Linked DNA regions of Mus musculus: all the other regions are linked to region 3. A link is a contact called in public Hi-C, HiCAR-type and HiChIP or PLAC-seq data. All regions are on one chromosome and are shown on one strand. Each heading gives the region's core, a stretch centred on a gene start, on an enhancer-like site or on the middle of the called end of the contact. The rest is flanking DNA. Distances are from core to core; before and after follow the strand shown. Region 1 holds the start of Cry1 (cryptochrome 1 (photolyase-like)). Region 2 holds the start of Btbd11 (BTB (POZ) domain containing 11). Region 3 holds the start of Rtcb (RNA 2',3'-cyclic phosphate and 5'-OH ligase). Region 4 overlaps Nt5dc3 (5'-nucleotidase domain containing 3).

Region 1 (2,912 bases), core at 28-2,527, 770 kb before region 3:
TACTTTGCCTCGAAAGAAAAACTGTGCTTTGTCTTGTCAACCACAAGGAGGAGTTGAGAGAGAGAGTTGGGAAACCAGCTAATTCTTTCCCTTGCTTTTCCTCCTCTAACCTCAAGGGGGAAGAAAGCTGGATCCGGAGCCCGCTATAATAAATGAATGGTTTTTCTCCACACTATGAGTTACCTAGACACACACGTCAACATTAAAGATTACAACCCTTTCGGAGGCCTAAGATATCAAGGCCATTATGATCTGGGAGTGTTTAATTCTCCTCCTAGTTATTTCTCGCAAATCAGGGAAGGCGTTCCCATCAACACAGACACATAACTTACCGGTAAAAGCTAAAGTGTTTCAGGGTCGTCAATAATCTCTACTACTAAGTCTGTACTATTTAATATTGACCACATCTACAATTCTTTAACGATGTAGGCAATTCGGTCCCTGGACTAAAACCAAATCTCAGATCTGACACTAACGCATCGACACCCGACTCGCGCACACCGCGATCGATTGATTTCCCAAGCGCTTCGGACTCACCGCCACCTGTTGATGCCCACGTTGGAAGAGCCGGCGAACCAGGGGTCGAGGATATAGACGCAGCGGATGGTGTCGGCGCCCTGGATGCACTCCTTCAGGGCGGGGTTGTCGTGGAGCCGGAGTCCCTTTCGGAACCAGTGCACGGCGTTCACCCCCATGCTCGGGGCGCGGCGGGTCACCCCGACTTCCTCTACCGAGAGCTTCAAGGGAGGGAAGCCGGGCTCATAACCGACACCTGCGCTTCCAAGAAAACCTCCTCACCCGAGGAGTGGGGAAAGGGCTGCAGAGAGGGGACGGGAGGAGGCGACGCCGAGGCGGGGCGCGGAGGTGGCGAGCGCGCAGCTGGCAGATGAATGGAGGCTGCCGAGGCGCCGGGATCCACGCGCGACGTCCTTCAGGAGCCCGCGCCCAGCGTCCGGAGGACACGCATACCTTCCAGGGCCTGAGACCCCCGGAGCGCAAGCGAGCGCGCGGGGCCCGAGCCGCCACGACGGCCCGAGCTGGTCGCAGCAGCCCCGGGAGGCTCGTCACGGAAACCTCGCCCAACCGAGGCGACCCGCGAGGAGACGGTGGCGCGCCCGAGGCGGCCTCCACGAACGGACACGAGCTCACGCGGCCTCCGCGCGACGCGGCCTGTGCGTCCCGGAGTGGGCAGCGAGCTCGGAGAGCGCGGGCTAGAGCTCCAGGCCGCGGGACGCTCGCCTGCCGGTCACCGGTCCCGAGGCTGCCCGGGTGACTCCGCCGCGTCAGCGGCCTCCGCCCCGCCCCCGGCTTCTCATTGGGCGGCATGCACCCCACGTGACCACCGGCACCTCACGTTTCTGAAGTGTGTTTACTACACTGGCTCAGACCCCCGCGTGCGCCGCCGCGCCCGGTGCTTCGGGACCGGTTGCGATCGCTGGGCGCTCACGACCTGAGTTCTCGCGTGGGATCCGGACTCGCAGCCTCTGCGGGTCTCCTGAGCCCCAGGCCGCTCGCGGGGGCCACAGGCCGCGAGAAGGGGGAGGAGGCATAGTTCTGCTCCCGGGGCCGGGAGCCGCCTCCATTGGCCGAGGCTCGCGGGGACCCGGATGAGCACGGGGCTGCGGGGAGCTCGCGGGCGCGCGCTCTGCCGGGCACGGCGCGCGTGCGCTGCGCTCTCGCGGTGGAAGAGAAGAGGCTAGGACGCGGGAGCGCGCCCAGGGCTCTTCCTATGGGTTGTGTGGAAGGTCTGAAGCCAGTTCCGTGTGCCCTGAGAGTTATTGCTGGGCTGGGTGAGAGGCAACCGAGGCACAGTCCTGCCTCTCACCCAGCTTCAATCAGGTGTTAATCGGAGTCCCCTGCTCTGAAAGGAGCAGAAATCACGCCGTTAGCCTTTTTTACTGTTTGGGGCGGGCACCTTTGCCCAAGCTCTGGAGAAGACAGGTCCGATCTCAGATATTCAGCATTTCATAATACTGTAGATACATCGTCAATTTATCAACTCTAATCTATTACATGAAGTGTAGTTTAGAAGGTATTTTGATTAGGTTTTTGGGCTTTTTGCTTTGCTTTTTTTTTTTTTTTTTTTTTTTTTCTTCAACTGAAGTTAAATGGGAAGAGGAACCTTAATTGTAGTAAAGACTTCCATCAGGTTGCCTGTAGGGAAGTCTGGGCACTTTCTTGATTAATGAGTGATGTGGAAGGACCCGACCAGTGTGTGTGGCGCCACCATTAGGCTGGTAGCCCTAGGCGGGTTGTATATGGAAGCAGGCTGAGGAAGCCACAGGGAACCAAAACGGCTTTCCTCCATGGCTTCTGCTTCAGCCCTCTATCTCCAGGTTTCTGCTTTGAATTTCTGCCCTGACTTCTCCCCACGATGGATTATTAACTGTAAACGGCAACAAACCCCTTCCTTCCTGGCCAAGTTGCTTTTGCTCATGATGTTTTATCAAAGCAATTGAAGTCTAATGAGAACACAGGGCCACATGTGCATCTTTACCAGACTTCCTAGCCATAACCTACAGGCCATGCCTTAGACATACAATGCCCTTTTTGTTGAGACGGGGTCTCGCGGAGCCCTGGCTTACCTTGAACCTGCTGTGTAACTGAAGATGGCTCTTGGTTTTGCTCTTATCCCTGAGTCCTAGCATCACCTATGTGCATATATTCATCCAGGGTTATTTATGTATTTATTTATGGAGACAGTATATCATTAAGCATCTAGGCTGCCCTTAACTCACTTTGCAGCTCAGGAAAGCCTCAAAGTGAGCTTTGGATACCCCTTGCCTCAGCTTCAGGAACACCTGGTGTCCTAGGCCGGTGCATCCAGGGCCAGAATAGCAGCCGCTTATTGAATGAAGCAGGTGTGTTCCAAAGAGATGACATGCAAACCTAACCACAAAACCCCAGCCCCC
Region 2 (2,821 bases), core at 191-2,690, 570 kb before region 3:
AAATAATGCTTCAATGAACAGGGAGAGGGGAGTAAATAGATCTTTTAAATAGTGGCTTTATTTCTGTTTGGTAAAGATCCAGATGTGGGATTATTGGATCACATGGTAGTTCTAATTAGTAATTTTTTGAAGATCTTCGGCATTATTTTCCATAATAGCTATATCAATTTCCCTTCTCACCAATAGAGTACACTCTTCTTTATCCTCCACACCCTTGTTGATGCTTGTAATCTTTTGACTTTCTGATAATCGCCATCCTAACAGGCATGAGCTGGCAGCTCCTTATGGTTCTGATTTGCAGTTACCCTGATGGCCAGTGATGTTGAGTGTCTTCTCACATCCCTTCAGCCACAGTTGAACGTTCAAACCAGCAGTTCAAAGCACGTCCTTCCCTTGTCGACTCATACATTTACCACAACTCCCTAGCCCAATGTGGGATCCAGACAAATAAATAGATAGTAGCAAGCCAGCGTGACAAGGGCCCAGAAATGTGAAGCCATCGAAGAGGGTGGGGTGGTGGAAACACCCAGGATAGTTTTGGGAGATCAGGGTGGGCTTCTTGTAGGAATAGGATTGTGTAAGGGAGGTAGGAATCTTTGAATGAATAAGGTTTTTCCTAAGGTAGGTAGAGATAGACAAATAGCCAAGCAATGATGCTGTTAGACACAGAAATGCAGCAGACACACACATATATTTTGTATCTTTCTTTAGCTGAAAAGAATATTCTCCTGTGCACAAATTTAAGTTTGAGCAGTCTAGAGCATTGTCCACCAGAACCACAGAGTGGCCGGAACACACACACACACACACACACACACACACACACACACACACACACACACCCTGGAACTTAAGGGTAGATTCCTGTCTGCCGAACAAACCTAGAAAGTCCTGGTGACAGGTGGTTTATGGCTAGAGATTCGCTTCCCAGTGGCAATTATCAGTCTCCCCCTCACTACTTTCCTGTTTTATTTCCTTCCATGCTGGAGCAAACCCAGGCTGAGAAGCGGCACCCGCCTGAATTAGTCAGGGTGCCTGAAGAGGGAGGAGAAACGTGCATCTTGTATGGGCTGGTGGGAGGGAAAGAGAAATCTAAAATGCCAAAGCAGAAAGTAACCCTCGGACAAACACTTTATGAACCGCAGAGTGGAACAAATAACGATATAAATGATATTTTTGTCGATAGTTCGAAAGCAGAAACTAGGGAAGCTACAGTTGCAGGATGACTGTTCTTCTCCAGGCTTCCACCTAGGCCGCGGATCCCTCCTAGCTGCAGCCCTGGTCAAGGCCTGGGGGGGCGTGTCTGAGGGGCGGGGCCGCATGGAAGGGAGGAATAAAAAAAAAAAAAAAAAACCTAAGTAATTAGCATCCCCCGATTCCATTGGCTCTTCGACGGCCCTGCTTTGCATGCGCCCGCCCTCTGACTGCTTGGTTTGCTGGGGCTCAGCAGGGTTTTGCAGCCGCCTGGCTACAGCGCTTTAGTGCGGGGCGGGAGCTCAAGAGAACCGCGGCCCGGATCCCGGAGCCGGGGGAGCCCGTAGCCCGCCGAGCTGCGGCGGCCGTATCTGGGGCGATCTAGGTCCTATCGACACTGTGGCCGGCTCTCGGAGGCTTCTGCATCCGTCTGGTCCCAGGGAGGAGAGGACCAGACACTTTTATTTTGGATGAAAGGCGCGGGTCCTGGCGGGAGCTTCCTTCCCGGCCTGGCTCGCGGCTCAGTGCGCCCTCGCTCTGGCCCCGACTCCAGAAGATGACTTCAGGTTCCGCCGTGTATCTTCCCGTGGTGACGGCTCGGGGAGACAGGCGAAAGTAGTGACACTTGCTGGCAACGCCAGGTGGGAAAGTGAGCCTAGGCGACGTGGAGCCCCGCTGTCCCCGAGGACCCCGGTGCCCACAGATCCTTGCCTTTCCTTCCCCTCGGCTCCACGGCGGCTGCAGCATGAAGTGGCGCAGCGATGGCCAGGAGAGGTAAGAAGCCTGTGGTGCGAACGCTGGAAGATCTGACGCTGGACTCGGGTTATGGTGGCGCGGCGGACTCTGTGCGCTCCTCCAACTTGTCTCTGTGCTGTTCTGACTCTCACCCGGCGTCCCCGTATGGCGGGAGCTGCTGGCCGCCTTTAGCTGACTCCATGCACAGCCGGCACAACAGCTTTGACACCGTCAACACTGCCCTGGTGGAAGACTCCGAGGGGCTGGACTGCGCCGGTCAGCACTGCTCGCGGTTGCTGCCGGACCTCGACGAGGTCCCCTGGACCCTCCAGGAACTGGAGTTGCTGCTGCTGCGCTCGCGGGATCCCCGGGCAGGCCCAGCGGTCCCCGGCAGCCTGCCCAAGGACGCGCTGGCCAAGCTCTCGATGCTGGTAAGCCGGGCTCTAGTGCGCATCGCTAAAGAGGCGCAGCGCCTGAGCCTGCGCTTCGCCAAGTGCACCAAGTACGAGATCCAGAGTGCCATGGAGATCGTACTGTCCTGGGGCCTGGCGGCTCACTGCACCGCTGCCGCGCTGGCCGCGCTGTCCCTCTATAACATGAGCAGCGCTGGCGGCGACCGCTTGGGCCGTGGCAAGTCGGCGCGCTGCGGCCTCACCTTCTCCGTGGGCCGCGTGTACCGCTGGATGGTGGACAGCCGCGTGGCGCTGCGCATCCACGAGCATGCCGCCATCTACCTGACCGCCTGTATGGAGAGTCTCTTCCGGGACATCTACTCGCGGGTGTTGGCCTCCGGGCTACCTCGTAGCTGTAGCGGTCCTGGCCCTGGCTCCAGCTCCGGTTCTGGCCCAGGCCCCGGCTCAGGCCCCGGAGCCCCTGCAGCGGATAAGGAGCG
Region 3 (2,916 bases), core at 293-2,792:
CATTCTGCATGAACGTCTATACCACACATAGCGCTTCATTCTGCATGAACGTCTATACCACACATAGCGCTTCATTCTGCATGAACGTCTATACCACACATAGTGCTTCATTCTGCATGAACGTCTATACCACACAAAGTGCTTCATTCTGCATGAAGCTGCCACGTTGCGTCTTTTAAGAGGAAAACTTCCAGTCACAATCTAAAAGGATCTTAGAGCATTTTAGATCTGGGTTTAAACTGGAAATGTCCAACCCGTAAAATCTAATCAACGATCTTCAAAACGGAAAAACTGCTCACAAATTTCTGAGGCGATATGTCTATCATGATTTTGCTATTATATAACTTACGCATTATAAAAAGCATCATATATATATATATATATAATATGTATGTGTGTATAATATATATGTATATAATATATGCGTATATATATTATACACACACACACACACACGGATATAATGTACAATTTTCATGTGTCACTTAATAAATTAGCAAGACTCTACCAACCAGCCTTCCCTTCTTCCACACAACAAAGGAAAATACTGTTTCACTGCTGTGGACTTTTTCTCCCTAGTATACCTTGCAAAGTGGTGCAAGGCTTCTCTGTGTAACCAGTCCTGAATGGATCTTCCATTTCCCAGCCTCCAGGGATTATAGGCCCGAGCCACCAAGCGAAGCCTATCAGAAACTTTTTACTAAGACAAAGGACTGCAAATCTTTATTGCATTCTCATGGCATTTATGAGACGGTGTCACTTAACACATGTGCCAAAACCTCACAAGTGTTTTCTTCCTCAACGTTTATCGGAACTTTCGAGTACACACGGCGGTGGCGACAGCAGGCCCAGGGTTTCAGATCCTGGTCTCTGGCTCCCAAGCCTTCAGCTGAAACACATCATTCAGGCTGAGAGAAGTGGACTCGATACGAATTCAGGGTTGTCTTCCTAGATGGGTACAGATAAGTTACCCACCAACTCGGGGGTCCTCCGCCAAGAGCATATTAAAAGCTCGAATCATGCCGATTGTCGTTACGTTAAAACCCAGTTAAGTTTGGAGAATGCCATCTGTAAACGTTAACTAAATATCAGGACTCAAGAGAAACAGAGTTCCTGGCTGGCGGTGCCAACTTGGGAAAGTCCACAGAAATCTCGGAAGACCAGGAACACCGTGTCTGATGGTGCGTGGGGAAAACACGCGTGAGCCCCCACGCTGCGTCCGTCTGTCCTCGTGTGTGTGGACCTGGCGCGTGCAGTCTGCAGAGGAGGGAGACCTGGAACCCCGCAGCCCTGCGCTGGGCGGAGGCCGCCGGTTCGCGGCGGAGTCGCGGCCTGCAGCTCCCAAGGCCGCTGCCCCAACTCACCTGCATGTTGGGCACAAAGCCCTTCTTGATCCTCCAGCAGTTTTTATTGATCTTGTCCAAGAACTGTAGCTCATCGTTGTAGTTACGACTCATGGTGGCGGCGAGGCCAGCGATAGCTCCTGGCTACGCTTAGAAAGAGAAACCACCCCGCAGTCCACCCGCTCCACGCAGCGCCGCCTCTCAGGGCGCAGGCGCGACCAGCTCCGCTCCAGGAGGGAAGATGGCAAGCGCCGAGGCTCAAAACTCTTCGCGCGAGTCCTGATCATCTCGTTACAATGAATTACAGCGCTAGTCTTCACTTGCACTTCCCCCCCCTCTTTCTTTCTCTCCCTCTTTCTTTCTTTCTCTCTCTCTCTCTTCCTTCCTTTCTTCCTTTCTTTCTTTCTTTCTTTCTTTCTTTCTTCTTTCTTCCTTCCTTCCTTTCCTTCCTTTCTTTCCTTCTTCCTTTCTTTTCCTCTTTCTTTCTTTCTTTCTTTCTTTCTTTCTTCCCCTCTTTCTTTCTTTCCCTCTTTCTTTCTTTCTTTCTTTCTTTCTTTCTGTCTGTCTGTCTGTCTGTCTTTCTTCCTTCCTTCCTTCCTTTTTTCTTTCTTTCTTTCCTTTTCTTTCTTTTCCTCTTTCTTTCTTTCCCTCTTTCTTTCTTTCTTTCTTTCTTTCTCCCCCTCTTTCTTTCTTCCCCTCTTTCTTTCTTTCCCTCTATCTTTCTTTCTTCCCCTCTTTCTTTCTTTCTTTCTTTCTTTCTTTCTTTCTCTCTCTTTTTCCTTTCTTCCCCCCTCCCCCTTTCTCTCTCCCTCCCTCCCTTCACCCCCCCCCCTTTTTTAAAGTAAGATCTCGATACTTAGCCTTGGTGAGCCTATGTATCCGGGTTGGCTTCGAACTCTCACAGATACCCTTGCCAATGTCTCCTGACTGCTGCTATTGAAGACATACTGCTTTAAGAATGTTTTTGAGCTGCTCCTGAAACCTCTTCACCCTGGATCAGGTCAACTGCTATATAGAACATACAGTTTGGAGTTCATGCCCCATGAACATTAGTGAAACAGCTGAGCAAGATAAAATACTAATGACGTTTGCAATGTATCAGAATGAGATTGAAGATGTACAACAAACACTCCATTACAAAATGAGCATCCAAAAGAAGCATATCACAACACTGTATCATTTATTTCTACAAATGCTTGTGAAGGAAATCTGCTCTGGCCAGCAATTCCCTACAAAGATGGATAAATCCCTCTTTCAGGGATCACTGTGTTCCATAGCTTTGTTTGGACTGTGTCCTGTGTCTGTACCTTTAAACTTAATTGACTCTTGCTCTTGGGATAAGAAAGCTGGCAGTGATTTGCAGGATAGTCCTACCCTGTGAAAAACACCACCATAGCAATCAGGAAGACTTGGGTTCAGGTTCCGCCTATGCCATTACCACCTTTGTGTGATACATTCCTCTGTTTTCACTTCTATGAAATGGGATCATAATTATTCATAGTGGCTCTGAAGGTCACAGACATGAAACTGGAGGAGTAACTAGACCAGGATGTTAAGTACTTATACAGCCCTC
Region 4 (2,920 bases), core at 183-2,682, 870 kb after region 3:
TCCTTCTGTGGCCGCCATTGTGCCAAAGGCTTGCGCAGTGCACAGCAGTCCCTTGGTGCTGGCAGCTGTCCTGTGTGCAGGTGCAACCTTGCCATCTGAGAACCAGGCTGCAGGGTTTTGAGAGCATAAAATGATGTAGAGAGGTTCAACTTTAGGCTGTGTGATGCCTAAGTCTGGGCTTTGCTGCGCCACTTGGAAGTGCTTGCTCCCTTAGGGGTTGTCAGGCGGAGCTGAGCGTCTGTGATAGTCTTACGTATGGGCTCTCTTTCTGTGTTTTGAGTTAAGCTGCCTATGGTTAAGTAGTCCAGAAATAGGAAAGGGGAAAATTTGGAACCAAACAATTTGTAAGTTGGAAGTAATATTTACAGAATATTGTTAAAGCTCCTGCTTTATTATTAGGTATTGATTCCTTATTTTGTGTCTTATTTATAAATCGATCTTTGGTATAGGTATGCACAGATAAGAAAAACAGTGTATATATAGGGTTTGATGGTGCCCACGATTTTAGGTTATAAGGGTTTGGGGACGTGCCCTGAGGATAAGGAAGGTGGCTTCTGCCTGACCTGCACCCTTTCTGTGACTGTGCATCTGATCAGACTCACAAGTGACCTGCATGTCATGGCTGTAGTGACCGAGTGGCACATGGCTCTGGAAACAGGTTTTGTTTATTTTCCTTTCTGGCCTATGGAAAATGCTTGATGGCTAAGAGAATAGGTAGCCTTGGTTAAGAGAATGGGTAGCCTTGACAATATTTCTGTGACATATGGAATGAATTACACAAGACTTGGTTAGGGAAGTAAGAAAGGGGAAATAGCACGTATATTTCTACCCTGGTTTTATAGGAGAGAAAACTGAGGCTGAGAGAGAAAGTAACTTTTCATTATAGAGTAGTCTGTAGTATGAAGCCATGTAGCTGTGAAGTCTGACTGACTGAAGGTTAGACCCTTGTGCTCATTTCCTCCTCTCGGCTCTCTGGGACAAGCCTGAGATCACAGCCTGCACATGTCCATCCAGAGATTCCCTGAGCCCAGTAGAGAAATCCCTGATGCTGGCCTCACTCTGGTGTTCGGCCCTCTGGTCTTCACCTGCCTGGTCCCCTCAAGCTCTGGTGCATTGACGCCCTCATTGGTACCACATTTCAAGGGGTGGGCTGTCAGATGAGTGTCTTTTCTCACTGCCCGGCCCTCAGCACCACAGCCCCAGTCTGGAAAATTCCATTATCTAGAGCGCTCCTGTGGTGGTTAGTTTCAGAGAATGTATCCCATTATTAAGAAAACATGTCCTGGGAGATTGGGTTTAATTTGAGGAAGAGCAGCAGAGTCATTTGGAGTTAAGCCTGACGAGTTACGCAGAAGAGTAGAAGTCTCTCCTTGGTCGTGAAGTACGTTTAAAATGGGTGTGGCTGCTGCTAGGAGAGCTGGTGACTTGTGGGCCTTTGCAGGAGGCCGCTCAGACCGCATACGGGCGGCAAATTTCTTTAAAGGCCAGGAAGCGGATATTATAGGGTGTGTGGGCTCTGGACTATGTCATAAGCACTCAGTGTTTCTCAGTACAGCCATTAAGTAATAATAAATATTTCTAGGCAGTGGTGGTGCATGCCTTTTATCCTAGCACTTAAGAGGCAGAGGCAGAGGCTGGTGGGTTTCTGTGAGTTCGAGGCCAGCTTGGTATACAGAATGAGTTCCAGAATAACCAAAGCTACCCAGAGAAACCCAAACCCAAGACCAAACCAACACCAACATCAACACCAACTGAACAAAAAGTACTATTGTGACTAATAACTTAGACCCAAGTACTTTAAATAGGCTTGATACTTGAGGATTGTTTGACAGTGTCCCTTGTAGAGAAGGGATGGCACACGAGGGTAGGTTTTCTCTCATGGGGACAAGCACATTTGATGCTGGTGCCGTGGGTTCTGGTGAGGAGATTGCTGGTGCGATGCAGTGATGGAGAAAGCCCTGGAGGGTAGGTGTTAGGGTGTCAGAGCCAGGCCCAGGAAGAGCTCTCTCAGGACAGGCACAGAGCAGGGTGGCCCTGCCCTGGGAAAGCTGCTCTGTATTTGCTCGGTCGTCTGTGGTCACGGTCCACTGGGTCCCACCATCGTCCTTGGGCGCCCTCTAACTTCAGGACCAGGGCTTACCTGTTCAGTGGATGAAGATGCCAAGTGTGGTGTCCTAAGTTCAGTACTGGGATTCTCAAAAGAGAATCCATCCTGCAGTTTGCCTCTGACCTCTTGTCTCCTCATGCTGACACATACATGCCCTCTCCCCAAGTAAATAAAGTGTACAAGAAAAACAAAAAACTTAAGAGAGTCAGGACTGGTGGTAGAGAAGCAGAGGCAGCTGACACGCGGTCTCCCCCATCTCTGGCAATGCTGACCTGGAGAATGGTTCTTGGACTTGGAACTTGAACTTGGATCTTCCAGTCGGCTCTTTCCATCTACAGAGCCTGCGCTGGGTTCACCTGAGGGCTGGGAGTGCAGAGGAGAATTTGCATGGCTTCTGGCAGCTACTCTGAGAAAGAGATTAGTTTTGGCACTTCGGCAGGCTAGTCACCACCCTGGAGACTTCCCTCTTGCAGGTGTGGCTCTGTCTCATTCACACCAGGCTGCTGTCAGTCTGTCATAGACCAGTGGCTTAAGTACCACCTGCTTCCTGCAGTTCCCCGACTGAGGTGCCAGCTGTCACTGTTGGTAAGATCTGGCCTCGTATGGTAGAGAGGTTGGAGAATTCTGAGGTCTCCTTTATCAGGCCGTGGATCTCATTGGTAAGAGCAGTCCCACTCAAGGAGTTAATTACCCCCCTAAGGCCAGACCTTCTAAGACCATGCCTTGGAGGTAAGCATTTCTGCTTAGGAATGTCAGAGATATAAGCACCCTATCTCTAGTGAGCGAGCTCCTTCCTGCTTATGTGAGGTCCCA

The links. Hi-C and Micro-C count contacts between places; a contact is called where the count stands out from the background. HiCAR-type assays count read pairs that join an accessible place to other places. HiChIP or PLAC-seq counts read pairs in DNA pulled down with a chosen protein or histone mark.
Region 1: a contact with region 3 is called in a HiCAR-type map of astrocytes, with 2.9 times the contacts expected there. The contact joins the promoter of Cry1 here to the promoter of Rtcb in region 3. A contact is called at or near these places in 1 of 39 promoter capture datasets (embryonic stem cells), 1 of 484 Hi-C or Micro-C datasets (embryonic stem cells), 5 of 115 datasets of contacts at active chromatin or transcription factors (astrocytes, large pre-B cells, memory CD8 T cells and 2 more) and 1 of 9 other capture datasets (adipose tissue).
Region 2: a contact with region 3 is called in a Hi-C map of uterus. The contact joins the promoter of Btbd11 here to the promoter of Rtcb in region 3. A contact is called at or near these places in 1 of 484 Hi-C or Micro-C datasets (uterus) and 1 of 115 datasets of contacts at active chromatin or transcription factors (memory CD8 T cells).
Region 4: a contact with region 3 is called in an H3K4me3 HiChIP or PLAC-seq map of bone marrow-derived macrophages, with 7 times the contacts expected there. The contact joins the enhancer-like site here to the promoter of Rtcb in region 3. A contact is called at or near these places in 2 of 39 promoter capture datasets (embryonic stem cells and pre-B cells), 5 of 115 datasets of contacts at active chromatin or transcription factors (bone marrow-derived macrophages, embryonic stem cells, large pre-B cells and 2 more) and 1 of 9 other capture datasets (embryonic stem cells).

What each region holds. Positions count from the first base shown.
Region 1 is chr10:85,183,777-85,186,688 of GRCm38.p6, forward strand. Cry1 (cryptochrome 1 (photolyase-like)) reads right to left here and starts at 1,278. Exons shown (of 13, transcript NM_007771.3): 1 at 538-1,278. The coding sequence starts at 695.
Region 2 is chr10:85,385,374-85,388,194 of GRCm38.p6, forward strand. It overlaps Btbd11 (BTB (POZ) domain containing 11), which reads left to right and starts at 1,441. Exons shown (of 17, transcript NM_028709.2): 1 at 1,441-2,821. The coding sequence starts at 1,956.
Region 3 is chr10:85,956,251-85,959,166 of GRCm38.p6, forward strand. It overlaps Rtcb (RNA 2',3'-cyclic phosphate and 5'-OH ligase), which reads right to left and starts at 1,543. Exons shown (of 12, transcript NM_145422.4): 1 at 1,365-1,543. The coding sequence starts at 1,457.
Region 4 is chr10:86,826,314-86,829,233 of GRCm38.p6, forward strand. The region is part of intron 12 of Nt5dc3 (5'-nucleotidase domain containing 3); the gene reads left to right. Among named protein-coding and RNA genes, the nearest start is that of Nt5dc3, 49 kb to the left of the region's middle. Within about 2 kb of position 1,433, at least 67 of the 459 cell types and tissues checked have an H3K27ac peak or open chromatin away from gene starts, as enhancers often do. A contact at or near this core is called in bone marrow-derived macrophages, pre-B cells and pro-B cells, where this site is marked.